Linked DNA regions of Zea mays: region 1 is linked to region 2. Evidence: chromatin contacts called from public Hi-C data. All regions are on one chromosome and are shown on one strand. The core of a region is the stretch at or near the end of the contact, and the rest is flanking DNA. Distances in the headings are between cores, read along the strand shown.

Region 1 (4,814 bases), core at 1,065-3,564, 150 kb after region 2:
CAGCAACAAAAGGTTTACTTACAAGAGCTGGACACTCATAGTCAATACCAGCTGCCTTGATTCTTTTGCGACGCTTTCCATCCCGCTTTACAATTCCTTCAACCATCTTTTTGTGCTCTGCTACAGTCTTATCCTGGTGACAATATAACTATTCAGTGCAATGCACATTAAGCTACAATTGTAGCTAGCACTTAGCAACAAATTACCTTGTTGTGTCTCTTCCGTTCAATTGCTACTCGATCAACAGGTATAAATCCCCTTCGCACCCCTTTCCATCTGTACAAAATTGAGGCCAAAAGCATTTCAATCCAATTTTAAAGTCTAGACAAAAACAAAGAAACAGACAGCATGCACAACTCTGAGCTACTTCCTCAGATCACAAATATAAATCCATTAAGTTTTGGACAACAGTCATCAGGGCTACAATCCAATGACACTTTGATTATCAATATCTTATAAAATAGTCTTATTAAATGAGAAATATTTTCGTAATGAATATGGTAATACAAACCTAGTGCTAAATATATAAAATTTTAGATATTGGGAGTCGAACATTAAAAAATTAAGTTGAGACAACCCTCGATGAACTTATATTTGTGATCAGAGCAAGTACATCAACAAAGTTTAAATAGATATGCAACTATATTTCTGTACAGACTACAGCTAAAGTGCTAGGTTCCATATCAAGCAAGCACATAAAAAGAACAAGGATACCAGAACACTTCCTTAAAATGTCAGATTATGTCCTCATCTAAAACTTTATTCCCTAAGCTCTAGTTTTTTATTTGAAGTTGCAGTCCCATCATCCAAGACAAACATATACACCCATCCAATGCAAGTACATAACGTCGACTTGACAACTCAGGCACCTAGTTGATTGGTGCACAAAGTCATACATGCAAAGTGTAAGAAATTCAAGCCGTATTTTTTGTTAACACAAAAATATTAACACTGGTTATTATCATCTCAACCAACTAAATGTTTTAGTATTTGTTTCAGAAGTCCATGTTACGTTTTAATTTCAACAGATATATGTGCTTTTTGAAAAGCTAAAAGTCACTTCTGATAACCAATGTCACATCAAATGCATTTGTGCCCATGTCTTCTCACACCACAAGCTTATCTGAATAATTAAAACCCAGACTACATGGAAAATCAATTCTACTTCTCCCATATTATAAGGATAAGCGCAAAAACAAACAGAATATAGTAGTCAAATCTAATAGGCACTTAGAGAGCCTTACAATTTAGGATGAACTTTCTCTGGCTCAACAAGTGCAACTTGCAAGGTGCGCTCAAACAAGAGATAGTTATTCATCTCATCTGCTACGACCTTTGCCACCTGTTACACCAAAGCACATTAGCAACCAGCAAATAGCATACATTTGCTGCAATTAGATATGAAATAAGGTTCTTACAGCAGGGTTCTCAAACTCAATGAATCCATAGTGCTTGGACTTTCCTGTCTGAAAATATCATGAAACCATAAGTTATGGGCTCACCAAAAAAAAATAGCACAGAAATCATGGCATGTGCCATTCTAAACATACCTTGCGGTTACGAGCGATCCTAAGCCTCTTAATATCCCCAAACTGCTTAAAGAACCCTGCAACAATAGCAGCAGCAACAAAAGAGTGCCTTAGCACAATGACTCGTGCATCCAGCACTTTAATGTCGCATTAATATTTCACCACCAATGGAAGGAAACATACCTTTCATCTCGTCCTCGTAGAAACCATGGGGGATATGCCCAATGTAGACGATTGTGGCTGTGTTTTCGGGCTCTTCAGGCTGCTGCACCTTCAGATGCTTCTTACCGGGGCCTCCTTCCAGCGGCTGCACCAAGCGCAAGACGCAACAACACCACCAAGGATTAGCACAAAAAATGGACCTATTTTTCCAATCTCACGGAAACCCAGGAATGGTGTGTGAGAACCACGCACCAGGAAATCCTTGCCCTCGCCTGGGCGCGGTGCCGCGGTACGGCGCGCGAGCACTCGCTTCTGGTTCCGCTTCTTATCTCGCATCCCCATCTCGCCGGACCCTCCTCCTCTCTACCTGCACAGTCCTGCGGGACGCCGCCGTTCGCGAGAGTCAGCGAGGGTGGCAATCAGACCAACGCGGGAGGACCTCAAGGAGGGTCAAATGGAACTGAGAGATTCGGTGGGCTTCCCGTACCTATACTGCGTTCGTCAGGCGCGGCGGAGGCGGGAGGCGCGGCGGAGGCGGAACTGGAGGCGACGCGGCAGGGAGAGACGAGGCGACTGGCGAGGAGCCGTCACGAGGATGGGCAAACGAAGGAGGGGTTAGGGTTTGGGCATTCCGGTGCGAGGGTAGTATTGATGGACCTGCGGCGGATGTCTTGGGCCGCGGCCCAAAATTAGAAAGACTTATGGGCCGCTTGCTTATTTTATAGTACATTTACAGGATATGCGGTCCTTGGGTCTAGTTGGTTGTGGTTAAGTTGGACCTTTCGCGACTCTTCAAACTAGCGAGACAAGGAAAGATTAAAACAACCTTTCCTCTTTATTTGAAGAAGAAACACTCCATTTAGTTAGAGACACATTTCTTCCTAGCTACCGGAAAGGAGAGAACGGGAGAGAGACAGATAAGCCTTTTTTTGGCCTTCTAATTTAGCTCGATTTCGGAAGACAGTTCTTTCCTTTTAGGAAGTAGCTAGTAGAGGAGCCATCTATTTGGTAAATTTTTTAAGATGATATCGAAGAGGGGACCGACTAATATGAAAGCAGATATTATGTGCAAACGTGTAAGCAGCTCTCTTGATCCGTTAGATCTAGATCTAACTGTATGCTATACTTAACATTTAAATCATCACACCACCACCTCGTGTAGCTTTATAAAAAGTTTCTAACAAGCCACGATTATACATACGGTTGGATCTAAATCTAACGAACCAAGAGGACTGCTTACACGCTTGCATCTAATGACTGCTTGCATATTAGTCATTGTCATCGAAGAGATGTATCAAAGAGGGTCTGATTTTGATAATTAAATATACTCCTCCTGTCTAAATTATTACAATTTTACCTTCAAATATGGACAAACACTTTGTCTAGATAGACATTTCGTCTCAATCCAATCAGTTCTGGACTATTTTTCTTCTCGCTTCCTTCCCATATGTTTTCTCACCTTTCACATTCTTTTTTCTCCTTAGACTACCTCCAGGAGACTCCCTCACTCTATCCTTATTTAGCACGGCCAACAATATACAACGAGATTGTGCATCCATCCCGTTTCTAGCAGACTCTGTATCCCACTAGATAGGGTTGGAAAATAAGCTCGAGTCTCGCGAGCCAGCTCGAACGAGCCGAGCCCATTTTTGCGAGCTCACTTTTGTAGCGAGCCAAGCCGAGCTGGCTCATTCCAGCTCACGAGGCGGCTCGCGAGCTATGTCAAATTAACCAATTTATAGAATAATGATAAATATTAGATAATTTTATGAATAATAACTCGTTTTTAGTCTTTGATGATGAATATATTACAATTATAATTTAAATTACTTATAATGTTGAATGACGGTTCCATATTTTGAATTTTTATAATGTTAATTCACTAAATAATGCAATAATAAGTATGAGGAAATGGCTCGCGAGACGAGTCAAACCTCTTTCTCTAGCTCGCCAAGTGGACAAGCCGAGTCGAGCCGAGCCTGTTTAGTAATCGAGCCGCGTCGAGCGAGCTTGGCTCGGCCCGTTTCCAACCCTACCACTAGGGGTAGATATCAAGCCATCTCGGCTCGATCGAGCTTGAGCTGGCTTGGCTCGACTCGTTAAGCAATCGAGCCAGAGAACCAGCTCGGCTCGTTTGCGAGTTCGAGCTGGCTCGTTTAGCTCGCGAGCCACAACAAAAAATAATGTACATGTATATATATACAACAATATAATTAATTACTAGTTAATTTCATAGTAATTTAGCACTATAAAAGATTAATAATACTCATAATTCCATATATCACACCATTTAAACCCTAAATTAACATAATTTATTCCTTATTAATTAATCCAATACAAGTATAGGCTTTGTTTTGCTGATAAATGCTAGCTCATTCGAGATAACGAGCTAGCTCGAGCTCGTGTCGAGCTGGCTCGTTAACGAACCGAGCTGAGATGTTAGCTCAACTCGTGACAAAATTGAAATGATCCGAGTCGAACGAGCTCACGAGCCACGAATATTTTGTCGAGCCCTATATCCCACTCCACATCCTCATAATTCTTTGCGTGGAGGGAAGAGACACCGGAGGGATGGGGAGCCTGAACCTGCGGCACGCATTTTACACAGCCTTATACGGAGTCTGCTAGATCGCTGAACAATAACTTACATCATGTAAAATAGGGATACACGGCCACATACGGAGGCTGCTGGAATTGGTCTTAAGGTTGTCCACAACGGATCATATAAAATAGAAGATTTGTATTGTAGATTATATTATTTATAGAGTGAAATTTGAAATAGGGAATGAGATAAGAAAGGGATAGAATAGCTGCCAGAGGTAGCCTAATAATATATATAGAGAGAAAGGGGAGTGCTCCATTACTTGTGGTTCAATAGTAGAGGCTTAAAGGTGTATTAGTAGAATGTCTGTGCATTCCGACGGCATATTAATCATATTTGATGGTATTGTGTAATGGTTGTACGATACGTGGGGGCCCAACGGTAATCAAGTGTGATGGACTCTCCCAGAAAAATAAATATAAAAATAAAGTGGACCCTCCCTACGAAATAATTAAAACTAAAGTGGACATATGGCACACCTACCACATATTAAACTAAAGATTTGCACTTTATCTTAGTCA
Region 2 (5,158 bases), core at 1,497-3,996:
TCCCAAGTCGGCTCTATGATATTGCTAGCGGAAACTTCAGAGTTATCCTTTGAACCGGCCATTGAGGGTCGATCTTCATAGGTCTATATGAAATGTCCCCAGCGAAGTCGCCAAAAAGTGTGTTGGCGCCGAACTGGGCGCCAATCACTATGAGGGAAAATCGGCAGCGGTGCTCTCTGCACAGGCGCGGACGGTCCGCGGCCAGGGGCCGGACGGTCCGCGACCTTGAGCACGGCTCGTGTTCCCTGCCCGACGAGCCGGGCGGTCTGTGCCTATAGGCCGGACGGTCCGCCTGTGCGTAGGGGTGGCGAGGTTCGTCGGCGGCGCCTGAATCTCGCTCCCGGGAGGGACCCCGTCGGGGAGGAGAGATCCTAGGTGTTGTATAGGCTCGGCAAGCCGACCTAGACACCTCTAATCGACGTAGAGCTGAAGAGAAGCGGAGAATTTGGGGATTGGAAGACTAAACTAGAACTACTCTTAATGCCTAAGGTAAAAATGAGAGATAAACTGATTATTGATTCGATTGTTGATGATTAATCGGTTGTATTTCTTTGTATTTATAGAGGAGTGGGCTGGACCCGTTACAAACAAATTTACCGAGTTAATTCTGCGAATCTAGCCAACAATTGTACAAGAAACTCGTAACTCTAACTAACTCTGCGCGCGCGGACTGTCCGCACACCAGTGCGGACCGTCCGTACCGCGGAACGTCCGCAGGGTCATTTTGCTCTCCAACATCTTGTTCTTTTCTTACCTCAATTTCTTTATTTCCAGGGGTATTCAGATTGCCAATTCAGTACAGAGTCGTTTCACCTTTAAGCAACTACTCCTAGTCCTAGGAAGCAATTAGTACTACAATGGTGGTAGCTTGTACTGAGAAAAATTGCTCCTTATATTTAGGAATAATATAGCACAGAGCTGAGCATCGATCATTCTAACTAATTGAATTTTTGAATTTTCTCATGGTATTAATCTGAATTATCAGTATATTCAAGCGTCAAGTATTTGTAAAAAAATTGTTTAGACGTTGTGTTTTTTTGCGACAATTACACGCAGGTGTGTTGCGTGCTTTGGCGGCAAAAAAATCTCTCCATTAATCTCCTTCCTAAAAAGCGTGGTTAATCAAATAAATAACCTCTTGTTCGTTTTCTAATATGCGACAGCTACCGTGTATGGCAAACTTTATCATAGCCAGCCCTAGGCAGAGATACGGATCCCTTTAGTCCTTGTTCATTTGCAAGTGGATCGGAGAGTATTGAAAGATTAAATCTCATTATATTCAATTTTCAATATAAAAGGATTTAATCTCCGCCAAATCTGTTTTAATTCCCTCATAATCCTAACAGAATAAGTCATTAGTCTATCTTCAGCAGCTTATGCATTCTCATACTTATATTTAAGGTACACTCTGCGAACAGTGTAGTCTACAATGCAAAACAGTGTTTTTGATGACCATATAGGTGAACTGTTGGACATGGTCTTAAGGGTTTGTTCGGTTAAGGGTGGATTAAGAGGATTCAAGGAGATTTAATCTCCCTCAATCCCATCCAATTCCCGCGCAACCCAACAAGACTAAAGGACGTGTTCGGGAGAAGGGGATCAAAGGGGCTAAAATCCTATTATTATTTAAATTGAATAGTGTTAGAGTACTCGTTGGGGTTTTGATTGTCTACTCTGTATTTACCCTCTCGCCCCTACTGTAATGGGTCTGGCTCAACTACCGAGTATATTAATACAATACCTAACCCCACTAAAAAGTTAGGGTTTCCCACATGGTATAGAGCTAGGTCACGATATTTTTTTTTCAACCATCGCTGCCCTCTCCCCAACAGTCATTGCTCGCTCCCCTTCTCCCATCCGTCGGCCGCACTCCTTCTCTCAGCAGCCGGCCACCCTCCCACCTTCCCATGCGCCGGCCGACTGCCCGCCCCTGCGCCAGCCGCCTCCTCCCCGCCTGCGGCCGCTCCCTGCGCCGTTGGCCGCCGCCGGGGGTGCCATGGCGGCCCCGCCCTCTTCCCCCTTCCCCGAGGATCCGGCTCGTACCATGGCCCACCCGGCCGCCGCCGCGGCTGCTGCTGTCCAGCAGGCGCGCGCAGCGTTGGATGCGACCGTCGCCGATGTGGCCTCGCCTGCGCGCAGCGCTGCTGTAATACCCAACTTTGGAAATAAAGAGAGGAATAAAATTTTATGTGTAATGCCTTCTCATTCATAAGAACTATTAGGAAACATATTTAAAGTAAATAATACTTCAATAAAATGTGCATTATGTTGGAGTTTTGTTTGCTTGTACATTTAATAATAATAACAATAATATTGATAAAAATATAATAATGAGTTGAGAATTTTGAATTGGACCCCAAATTAAAATTAGGAAATTGAGAAATAGAAAAGGAAAGAAAGAAACACTAGTCAATATAAAATAAATTTATAAATAAATAAATTTATCCCATCATGGCATGACTCAAATCATACATTCAAAATTTAGTACAAATTCGCCACAATATTTGAAATTCAAGTTGAAGTTCAAAATAAGAAGAAAAGAATAAAAAAAGAAAAGAATAAAAAAAGAAAAGAAAGAACTTGCGCTGGGCCTAATCCCCTGCTCGGCCCACCTTACTATTCTCCCACACGCGCGGCACAAACTCCCTCTTTCCGCCATGCGCCGACAAAAGGGCCCTACCGGGCAACCTCTCTCTCTCTCTCTCGCTTCTCCTCATCCTTCCACTGGTTCGCGGGGCCTGCTTGCCAGTCGGCCATTTCCTCGTGCACTCACCGTTTCTCCCTGACGCATGGGCTCGGCCGGTCAGGACCTTCTTCTCCACGGAAATTGCTCGCGCGTAACAGAAGTCATTACTGTCGCGAGCTACGGAAGGCCGGACTCCCCGAACCGCACGCGTATGACCCGGTGCCACACCCCTGCTCCTCATTAAAACAGTGCCGTCCTTCCTTCTCATGAAGCTAACCCCATACTCACCATTTGCGCCGAGCACAATTGGGTGAGGTGGCCGCCGGCGCTCCACAAAATTGCTAGAATTTGGGCCTTGGTGAGTCTCTCGGGTGTGGTGTCTGGGGGCCGGGGATCATTCCGGGTGGATTGCGCGCGGCGGAGGCATCACCACCATTGAAATTGCTCGTCGGAGCAATTACTTCACCGTCGAGCCGCACTTTCGAGTGGACGGACTTCTTCATCGCTTGACCGCCAGTGAGTAGTATCCCGTCACCTCCGCTATCTTCTTCTCCATGCGTAGCGCCGTTCAGGGGGTCGGATAGAGCACTATTTCACTTGGTTGTCGCGCACCGGCGGAACTACCGCCGTGGTTGACCAGCGGCGCCGCCGTCTTACGTCGTCGAGGTAGGGGATGAACCTCAGTTGTGGGATCTTAAACCTAGGGGTGAGATTACATCTCATGTCCTAGACGGCTTGCGTTTGAGGGATGCCGCACGATCAGGATCGTAGGGCCAGGGAACTATCACGTTTACGTAGAACTAAATCTGTGGGATTCAGATCGGACGGTCTCGGATGCGTAACGGTTCAGGCGGCAGGGATTTAATCGTAGCCATTCGTTTTGATCAGACAGTCAAGAAGCCCACCATACCCCTTCGCGTATGCAGATTTATAAAAGAACCCCTAACCGTTACCTATATCAACCCGCAGTCCAGGTTAGGTTTAAGATCATCAAAGAAGAGTCATGTTTTTAACACTGTGACCCCTGGCATCTTCAGGAATTAGAAGTGTAGACAGAGAGCTCTGTTTGGTTATAAATCAATTATAGAAAATGATTTTTAATATAAAAATAATTCTAGGATTTGTTTAATTCATAGAAATTCCATTTTAACTCCTTTTTAATCCATTCCAGTTGCATTAATTTTGTTTTACTATTGTCTATATCACCTAGTAACTTTGTTTATCCATGAAACTTGGATTAAAATTAATCACTTGAATTACTAGGCACTTAATAACTTCATAAATTCATAGCTCGATAACCGTAACTCCGAATTTAGTGATTCTTGTTCCTACGATCTCGTTACAACGCGTAGAATATTATCATGCATTCTAATCTGTTGTTTGGTGTGATGTTAATTTCTGCTATACCATGTTTTCTATATTGTTGCAAGTAGACGAGCAAGCCACAGAGGATCCAGATGTTCAACAGGTAGAGACTGCTGAGCAGGAGCTCGTTGAAGGCAAGTTATGCCCTTGATCACTTCTATTTACTCAATAATGTTCCTTTTAATCATTATGATCTGCATAGGTTAATTTTGATGGGACCCAATAGGTTACCCTAGTTTGGCTACCTTTATACCTTGTTTACCACTGAATTTTTGGGTAGTACCTGCTATTGCTTTATGTGGTTTTGGGTATGGAGATTGAAAGTCGCCTAGAGGGGGGGGGGGGTGAATAGGGCGAATCTGAAATTTACAAACTTAATCACAACTACAAGCCGGGTTAGCGTTAGAAATGTAAGCGAGTCCGAGAGAGAGGGCACAAAACAAATCGTGAGCGAATAAAGAGCGAGACACGATGATTTGTTTTACCGAGGTTCGGTTCTTGCAAACCTACTCCCCGTTGAGGTGGTCACAAAGACCGGGTCTCTTTCAACCCTTTCCCTCTCTTAAACGGTCCCTCGGACCGAGTGAGCTTCTCTTCTCAATCAAACGGGAACCAAACTTCCCCGCAAGGACCACCACACAATTGGTGTCTCTTGCCTCGGTTACAATTGAGTTGATTGCAAAAAAGAATGAGAAAAAGAAGCAATCCAAGCGCAAGAGATCAAATGAACACAACAAATCTCTCTCACTAATCACTAAAGCTTTGTGTGGAATTGGGAGAGGATTTGATCTCTTTGGTGTGTCTTGTATTGAATCCTAGATCTTGTAAGTAGTTGGAAGGTGGAAAACTTGGATAACTTGAATGTGGGGTGGTTGGGGTATTTATAGCCCCAACCACCACAAAGTGGCAGTTGGAAGGCTGCAGTCTCATGGCGCACCGGACAGTCCGGTGCGCCACCGGACACTGTCCGGTGCGCCAGCCACGTCAGCAGATCGTTGGGGTTCGACCGTTGGAGCTCTGTCTTGTGGGCCCGCCTGGCTGTCCGGTGGTGCACCGGACAGGCCCTGTAGGCTGTCCGGTGTGCCACCCGCGCGTGCTCTGCTCCTC

What was found. A called contact is a pair of places that touch in the nucleus more often than the background predicts.
Region 1: a contact with region 2 is called in a Hi-C map of ear, with 2.5 times the contacts expected there. The contact joins the promoter of LOC100856944 here to the enhancer-like site in region 2. A contact is called at or near these places in 2 of 25 Hi-C or Micro-C datasets (ear and tassel).

Annotation. Positions count from the first base shown.
Region 1 is chr4:79,990,588-79,995,401 of Zm-B73-REFERENCE-NAM-5.0, forward strand. It overlaps LOC100856944 (MKI67 FHA domain-interacting nucleolar phosphoprotein-like), which reads right to left and starts at 2,315. Exons shown (of 9, transcript NM_001254830.1): 1 at 2,179-2,315; 2 at 1,944-2,068; 3 at 1,713-1,836; 4 at 1,551-1,606; 5 at 1,419-1,466; 6 at 1,245-1,342; 7 at 207-276; 8 at 23-133. The coding sequence starts at 2,033.
Region 2 is chr4:79,835,320-79,840,477 of Zm-B73-REFERENCE-NAM-5.0, forward strand. No RefSeq gene overlaps it. Among protein-coding and RNA genes, the nearest start is that of LOC103653429, 60 kb to the right of the region's middle. Within about 2 kb of position 2,747, at least 16 of the 20 cell types and tissues checked have an H3K27ac peak or open chromatin away from gene starts, as enhancers often do. A contact at or near this core is called in ear and tassel, where this site is marked.